Linked DNA regions of Rattus norvegicus: regions 1 and 2 are each linked to region 3. The links are chromatin contacts, called in public Hi-C maps. All regions are on one chromosome and are shown on one strand. The core of a region is the stretch at or near the end of the contact, and the rest is flanking DNA. Distances in the headings are between cores, read along the strand shown. Region 1 has its middle 17 kb from the start of Hdac11. Region 2 overlaps Nup210 (nucleoporin 210). Region 3 overlaps Iqsec1 (IQ motif and Sec7 domain ArfGEF 1).

Region 1 (2,700 bases), core at 114-2,613, 390 kb after region 3:
AACTTCTCTTCCCAGTACCACATGGTGGCTCACAACCGTCTGTAACTCCAGTCCCAGGGAATCTGATGCCTTCTTCTGAACTCCATGGGCACCAGGCACACATGTACCGCACACACATACAGACAAAACACCTACACCTTTAAAATAAATAAACCTAAAAGCTATAAAAGCAACAACAACAACAACAACAACAACAACAGCAACAACACCCCGAGCTTCTTGTCAGCTTTTATCACTGTGACAAAACACCTGACAGAAGCGACTTAAGGCAGGAAGGATTTATTTTGGCTCACTGGAGATTTCAGTCCACCGTGGCAGCAGGAACAAGCTAAAATTTCTTTCAAAGGTCCTAGTGCCCATTTCCGCCAATCAGACCTTACTTTAAAAGATCCTATAGCCTGCCCAAACTGTGCCACCCCCTGAGAACAAGTTTTTAAACAGGGGAGCCTGTGTGGAACGTTTCACATTCAAACCATACCTAACAGACAGGAGGGCTGTGATGGCTGTGACATTAGAAGCTGCTGTCTGCAGTTCCAAGTTCCGTCTTCCACTTGGGCAGACAAAACGCAGGGTGCTAGGCTGCATTTCACCCTACGCTGATATCAGATGTTAAGTTTGTGGGAAGTGCTGCACTGCTTAGGGGTGAGAGAGCACAGGATGGGGACCCCAGCCTGGATGGGAAGCGAAGCAGGCTGAGGCCAAAGCTGGTGTTCCCTAACCCCTGGATACCCGGACACCGCTGGGAATCAGGAGAAGTCAGAACAGGCCCACAAGCCAGCGAAGACCAGCCCAGGACTGAGGAGAAGGGGAACTCCAGCTTTGCTTAGCGGCAAGTGTCCAGGAACATGGAGGGGCCTTCTGTGGGAGCCTTAGGCAGTGTGGCTCTGTACAACAAAGGCTTTTTCACATGGCTATTTTTGATGAGGGAGACAGTCCTTGGTTCCAAACTGCTTTTGATTGTTCATCGTGGAGAATAGGTGTATACAACTTCCTCAGCGTGGACCAGAGATTAAATACCTTTTGTAGGAAGAAATGTCTAGGAAGGGAAGCTTATTGGCTAAATCCTCAGGACCATCTAGATATCTCACTAGCACGCAGAACTCTGTTCTGTGGTTCGTGACTGGTGGTCACATTCTTTATGTGGGGAGTTGTGGTCACGTGTTCCAGGCCAGGCATCTGGTCGGGAGCAGATGAAACACCTATTGTCCTCAGGTATGAGGGTGCCAGGGTTTCTGAATCCACTCGACCCTTATCAAGTTTTCTGGTATGGTCCACTGCTCCACACTGTCTCGGCACCCACTGCCACTAGCAACTGATGCCTGTTTGTTCTCTCCCGGCTTAGGCCACCAAGAGCTGGCTGATGACTCACGGAATAGCACTTTGCGGACCTCTGGGTCAGCAGGAAGCAACCAAGCCCAAGCTCCCTCACCACACTTCTCTGGAATGCTGTTTCACAGCGCCGCCTTGTGGCAGAAAGAAAAGCATTAGAGTTACAGAGTGGACTCGGCTCCTTCTGCTGGCTTTGAGTTCCCAGGACTGACCCTCTTGTTTCAGAGGAAGCACCAGAGGGGTCCAGGATCTAGTGGTTTAGGAGAGGAGGTTCTAGAAGGACATTAAAAGAATTCTGTATTATGTGAAGCTTGAGTTTTGAAGTCTGTGCATAAAACTCAAATTCCATTATAGTTAACTTATCTTTGAAATTTACCCTTAAGTTATCCTCAACAGAAAGTAGGACCTGATAAAATGTAGATGCTGTATGATCTGAGAGATAGATGTGATAAAATGTGTTTTCCAGAGTGGTGATTCTATGTACCTTTAGGAGTTCCCTTAATGGGAACTCTTTAGGTCATTTGTGGTGTGCCCTTGAAAGAGATTAGGAGATGCCCCCATGGGTGTCTCTGTCTCTGTCTGCCTGTGCCTGTGCCCCCCCTTTCACTCTCCAGATCACAAATACGTTACTTGATCCACATCCTCCCTCTATGATGCGCTGTCTTCTCAACCACTCATCTCTAGACTGCAGACTCCAAAGTCATTGGCCAAGAGAAATATCATTTATTTATTTATTTATTTATTTATTTACACAAGTGGTTTGCCTGCATCCATGTCTATGCACCATGTGAGTGCAGTAGTCACAGAAGCCAGAAGAGGGCGTTGGATCCCCTGGGGCTGGAGTTACAGCTGCTTGAGAGCCGTTCTGGTAGGAATTGAACCCCAGTCTTCTGGAAGAGCAGCTTCTTAATCACCGAGCCATATTATATTTCAAACCTATGTGAATATGTGTTTGTGCGTGGGTATGTGCAAGTGAGCGCAGATACCCGTGGAGCCCAGCAGGGAGCCTTGGAGATGGAGTGATAGGCTGTGCGAACTATTGAGCGCTGGTGCTGGAAACCAAGCTCTCCCAGGACAGCATGTGCTCTTGACTGCTGAGCCATCTCTCCAGTGCCAAGCACTAAAGAATTAACTAAATAATATAGTTATTTTCCTCAGGTATTTTGGTATACTAATGGGAAACTAACAAATACATTGTCCTTGAAAAATAAAAAAATCAGCCGTTAAGGTTTTTCCTCTTTCAAGTTTAGGTCTGCCTTTGCCCTTCCTCAGTGAAAATCAGGCGTAGTTTGGAGGAACCTGGGGGGAAAGTTATATATTAAAGCTCCCCTTCTCCCTCTTCTCCTCTTTTGATTTCTTGCCGGTTGAATG
Region 2 (2,766 bases), core at 171-2,670, 330 kb after region 3:
AGTTGCCTCAGACTCCAGGAAATGCTACCCTGGTGACTCCCATGACACACATGTCCCAAACATCTCAGTACTGGCAGTCATTGAAGCTCCTAGATCCTCCTGGGCTTCAGGGTCTTTAGTGCTACTGGTGGTTCCCCCTGATGCTGCTTTCTTCCCTGCCAAGGTACTGCCATCTGTCATGTCAACCAAAAGGTGCTCTGTAACTCAGCTAAGCACAGGGTCCCCAACCTGGACAGGTCCAGAGGAGCACTCAGGTCTGCATGATGCCAGCGCTGAGGACTGATGGCCGTGAGCAGGGCAGAGGGTGTGGCCACTGTGGGAGCTACTGTACCTCTGCAGATTTGTGGGTTTGCTTTTACTGACTGGTCCAAGGGACTGAACCCAGAGCCCTTCTCATATTAGCTAAGACGTACAGTGCTCAGCTCCTGCTTTTATGTTTTGATCTTTCAAACTGATGGAGTCACAAGCAATCAATGTCTAGGAAACCTCAGGGGTCACACTTACCTAGGTACCCGGCTTCAACCACATAGATGGTGCTGTTGGGCAGCCTAGAAGCTCCTTGCATACGGATGCCTGAATTCTTAATTAAGGTATAAAACATAAGGTACGAAAGGCAAAGCAGCTAGGGTTTCTGCCTGACGCACATGGTTTGAGCATCATGCAGATACCATGCACTAAGAGGCGGGTGAAGAACCCGTAGCTTCCGCCAATTACAGCAAAGACGTTGGTGAGTCAAGACCCTCCCTGTACTGTCCGTCTACCCTACAAAGCAGAGTCTCTGCAAGGAACACCCGGGACCACAGGGCATACAATCAATCTTGGGTTATAACAACCTCTGTGCCAGTATTCGCACAGCTTCTGCCAGGCCCCCTCTCAGGGGACTGTGGTTCCTGAGAAGCTTCCAGAGGCCTGGAGTGACGTATGCCTCTGCCGCAGACTCCCGTCTCCGGGAGTCTCTGTGAGTCATCCAGAGGTGAGCAATTCCACTCAGCGGGTTGCTATTTAGGCTCTTTCTGATTTTCAGACAGATGGGGAAACAGGGCTATTTTTAGTCCTGGCTGGCTTTTAAGGGAGAAAAACAACTTGGCTTCAAAGCAGTCGGCACGACACAGTGCCTGAGCGGAGGATATTCCTGTGGCCCAGGACCAGGTTGCTCTGTCCCATCTGCATGGCAGTGACTCTTGATGTGTCCTGGGTCAGGACGGCCACAGGACGGGCAGGGTCTCCCTGGGGATCTGGGATGCTGTTCTGGAGCTGCAGCTCGTACTGATCGGAAGGCATTGAGAGTTCTGTATGAAAAAGAGACAAGAAAGGCAGGGAAGGTGAAGGTGTGAAATGCTGCATACCAGTACAGCCATCTCCAGCCCTGACTCATGGGGCCTGCTGTCAAGATAGCTGCTTGAAGAATGCTAGCACTGGTGAGCATCTGACTATCCCCCAGAGTGAGCAAGCTCTTCTCTCCATCTGGACCCAGTGGGGCTCTCACTGTACTACCAAAAAGGCTGTGCCTGATGGGCTTCCATGGGTTTTCTGATGCTCAGCAAAGAATGACCCTTGTCCTGAGCACTCTCTGTGCTCCCCCTGGGTCTATTTTGTGTAAAAATGCCTTTGCCAACAAGAAACCATGACAAAGAACAATTCCCCAGGAAATCACCGGTTCTCGAAAACCCACCATCTTTACCATCTGAGAAGAGAACGCAGCACTTTTGTTTGAATGACAGCTCCTGGATAGGAATTCAACTTCCCAGAAAGGAGAAGTGAGACTGGACTCCACGGTGAAGGTGCTCTAGTCTTGCTTAGGTATCTCATGACCAATTTCCCTCATCTCATCTCTCAACAACCATGGGAACAAGGACTACTGACATCCCCATTTCAGAGAGGGCTGAGCAAGCCAGGTGAGAAGCTAGCTCATGTCTGCCATGACTTCCACGGCCTTAAGAACCTAAATTTCATATGCTAGAAAACATGTCATGGATGGCTCAGTGTGTAAAGCACTCGCTGAGTCAGGAGGAGGATGTTCAAAGGTGTCCAAAAGGGTGTTCAAAACCCAGCACCGGCACAAAGCTAGTAGCAGTAACATGCGTTTGCAATCCCAGCATTCCAATGACAAGATGGGAGAATCCCCGGAGGCTTGCATGTCAGCTGGCCTGATGTATTTAGCAGTAAGTAAGAGGCCTTGTTTTAAATGAACAGTGGGACCAACATTGAGGTTGTTCTCAGACCAGTGGCAATCATACCCTTATGCTCACACACCCCAACACAGGCAGGCATACCCTACGTTCACACACCCCGACAGAGGCAGGCATACCCTACGCTCACACACCCCGACACAGGCAGACATACCCTATGCTCACACACCCCGACACAGGCAGACATACCCTACGCTCACACACCCGGACAGAGAGGGTAGGGATTGACGATTGGGGGCTGGAGTGGTGGCTTAGGGATTAAGAATGCAGAGGACCTGAGTTCAGTACTCAGCACCCATTTGGACAACTCACAACTCTAGCTCCAGGGGAGCTGATGCCTATGGCCACTGCAGGTACCTGCACGCACGTGCATATACTCACAAAGAGATACAGAATTTTTAAAACTTAATTTTTTGAAAAGATTTAGAAATTAAAAACAAAACAATGTATCCTAGGGGAAACTGGTTAGGTCACTAGGACCTGGCCTTGAAAGGAATGAAGTTAGGTCTGGAACCCCAGCTAGCTCCTGAAAGAGTGGGTGGTTATAAAGGGGCAGGCCTGGCTCGTGGCTTCCTCT
Region 3 (2,700 bases), core at 84-2,583:
CCACAGTCGTGAGTGCTATGGGCCCTTTAAGCAGCCTTGAGACTAGTGGCAACTTTAGTCATAAGACCTAAGATTACTTAATGTTTGCAAACTGCAGGAGCCAGAGTCCCTCACAAAAGGGAGCATTGGTCTCTTTCTTTATTCCTCCACTGCACAGACCTCGGTGGTGGCCTCCAGTCTCATGGCCCCTTCCCCAGGCACCAGCTACCCAGGAATATCTGGGGTGCTTGGGAGACAGGAGCAGGTCCCCAAACCCCGAATGTGCTATGTGACCTTGGACATGTCCCTGCCTCTCTCTGTCATCAGATTCTTGGGTACTCTCTCCAGCACAATACTCAGTGGCTAGGCTGTGGGCAGTGTGGCACATTGAACCACCTTTTAGCCTGTCTTTTCCAGTACTGGGGATGGAGGGGGCAGGGGGCACATCTGGTTTTCAAATTCAACTCCTGGGCTTTTATGGGCATCCGAGTTGAGAGGCCTGGCCACCTTGCCAGTCCATGAAGAGCAGAGCACAGTGCTGGGGGCAGGGACGGGTAACTAGAAGGCCATGCTGGTGCCTCCTCTGGAGTTGGAGAGGGGCTGCACTGACTGGTCAGTATGAGCACAGTCAGGCAGATGCTGGCGATGAAATGGGACAGTGGCTCAGCAATGTGCACAGCCAGACTCCTGATCTAGCCACCAGGTTGGAACTGAGCATGCTCAGAGCAACACACACAACTGACCAGGCAGTGCCCACTGCTGTCCTTGGTAGGCTCATGAAGTGGACAGAGCCAGGGGAGGGGACACCCATTGTCATTTTTCTGCTCAGTTTGTTCCAGTGACAGATCAGCTGTGACAGTTTACAGCTTGGCAATTTAGAGTGGGTACTACCCAGTAGAAACATGGAAGGGGGTTTTCCCTGGGACTTTGTACACTTTCTCTGCTGACCAAGCTTGCCAAGGCACAGAATAAGGACAATTGCTGTGATCAGAGTGAGGGTGGGATTTCTCACACCAAGCCTCACCCTAAGGTCCCAAGCCTAGGTTGTTAGAGAGGAATGGGGTTTCCTTTACCAGCCCCCAGCAAATCTCACAACCCTACAGCTTGCCTCTTGTCACGTATAGGACTGGGTCCGGAGGTTTCACTATGTCCTGCCCCTAAACCTTGACCCTTGAACTGATTTCACTGGGAGGGGCCTACCAGGAGGACCCCTGAGACCAAGATCTTGCAGGAGGGGCTGCCCGAGGCCACACAAGCAGGGCCAATTTTGGATCAGGTCCCTTTGGCCCAGGCTGCTCAGCCTGAACTAAGCTTTCACCCACTCCCGGGCGCGTCCAGCAGTGTGGAGCAAATTCCTGAGATGCTTCTAACTCCCTCCCGCCCGCAGGCTCGGGACTGGGAAGCGCTGGCCGGGTTTCTCCAGGTGGAGGAGGGGGAAGAGGAAAGGAGGTGAGGGTCATAGGGCGACCCCGGCACTCTGTCCCAACACAGCGGGAGGCACCGCATTGGCGTGGAAGGCGCCTGCCCCCACCCAGGTTGCCGGCTCCCCGCTGCGCGGTCCGCAGAGCGCAGAAGCTATTCGGTCGCGTCCTCCGCGCGTCCCAGGGGCCGCCCCGCACCACCCCGCTTGCAAAGCCAGTGGTGCCGAGTCCCCCGAGTCTGCAAGCCCTCAACGCGCGCGTGCGCGCGGAAAACCACCGCGGCTCCCTAGCCCTCCGGGGTCCGCATAGCCCGGTCCCGCAAGGGGGCTCCGCGCCCGGCCCGCCCGCTCCTACCTCTCAGTGTCAGCAGCCGCCGAGCGCGCGCCGACCCGCCGAGAGCGCGGCCCTTACGCGTCGGGCCGGCGGGGCGCGGGGTCCAGGGGCGCACAGAATCGGAGCCTGACCCCGCGCCCCCGCCCGACGTGACCTTGGCGGGGGTCCTCTCTCTGTCTGGCCTCAGTTTCCCCCTTCCGAAGGTATGTGTGCACGCGCGCGCGCGCGTGTGTGTGTGTGTGTATGTATGTGTGTGTCGGGGGCGGGGAGGACGGGTGCCGCCCCAACCAACGACGTCACCGGAGCCCAGGCGAGTGGAGGGCGCTGGAGGCCGCGGGGCCGCCGCAGCGGATAGGCCAGGTGGCCAGGCACGCAGAAAAACGGCGCGGAGTCGTCGGCACGGCGGCACCTTTCCTTTCTCCTACGTACCTCAAGATCCCCCAAATCAACCCCCAGCCAAAAAGTAGCCCTGGCCCACACTCCCCAGCCCTCCCAAGAAGAACTGAATCCCCTGCGGCCAGTGTTCCTCCTCCCGCACTCGTCGGCAATTCTCCGAGACAGGCCAGGGAGGGCAAGCCACTGAGTCAGGACTGCTGAGGTTTATCTGGGCACCACACCCCTCTGCTTCCCCTCTAGGACCCACACTATTCTGTTGAAAGGAGGGCGAAGGATCCTGGCCTAGAGGCTGCGCCCTATATCCTTCTAGAGCAATGGACTCCAAATGGGCACCAAATAAATACTGTGACGGGTCTCAAGTAGCCTGGCAACTGTCTTTGAGATTGGGGTAGGGGAGTTTGCACCGAGAACCCTAAGTTTGGGAAAGGAATAGACTGGATAAGGGTGGTGGGCCTGGAAGGGATAGAAATAGGGAAGGTGCTCGCGCAGGGCTATGCCTAAGAAAAATACAAGTGTGAGAAAGCGTTGCTAGGTGTGCAGTGGAGAGCAGAGGCCGGGGAGCACACGACAG

The links. Hi-C and Micro-C count contacts between places; a contact is called where the count stands out from the background.
Region 1: a Hi-C map of the A7r5 cell line shows a contact between it and region 3, with 3 times the contacts expected there. The contact joins two enhancer-like sites. A contact is called at or near these places in 6 of 12 Hi-C or Micro-C datasets (the A7r5 cell line, Schwann cells, frontal cortex and 3 more).
Region 2: a contact with region 3 is called in a Hi-C map of the A7r5 cell line, with 4 times the contacts expected there. The contact joins two enhancer-like sites. A contact is called at or near these places in 3 of 12 Hi-C or Micro-C datasets (the A7r5 cell line, frontal cortex and psoas muscle).

The regions. Positions count from the first base shown.
Region 1 is chr4:125,189,073-125,191,772 of GRCr8, forward strand. No RefSeq gene overlaps it. Among named protein-coding and RNA genes, the nearest start is that of Hdac11, 17 kb to the right of the region's middle. Within about 2 kb of position 1,364, at least 13 of the 93 cell types and tissues checked have an H3K27ac peak or open chromatin away from gene starts, as enhancers often do. A contact at or near this core is called in the A7r5 cell line, where this site is marked.
Region 2 is chr4:125,132,506-125,135,271 of GRCr8, forward strand. Nup210 (nucleoporin 210) reads right to left here. Exons shown (of 40, transcript NM_053322.3): 7 at 1,131-1,289; 8 at 505-573. Among named protein-coding and RNA genes, the nearest start is that of Nup210, 33 kb to the right of the region's middle. Within about 2 kb of position 1,421, at least 52 of the 93 cell types and tissues checked have an H3K27ac peak or open chromatin away from gene starts, as enhancers often do. A contact at or near this core is called in the A7r5 cell line, where this site is marked.
Region 3 is chr4:124,797,743-124,800,442 of GRCr8, forward strand. The region is part of intron 1 of Iqsec1 (IQ motif and Sec7 domain ArfGEF 1); the gene reads right to left. Among named protein-coding and RNA genes, the nearest start is that of Iqsec1, 29 kb to the right of the region's middle. Within about 2 kb of position 1,334, at least 38 of the 93 cell types and tissues checked have an H3K27ac peak or open chromatin away from gene starts, as enhancers often do. A contact at or near this core is called in the A7r5 cell line, where this site is marked.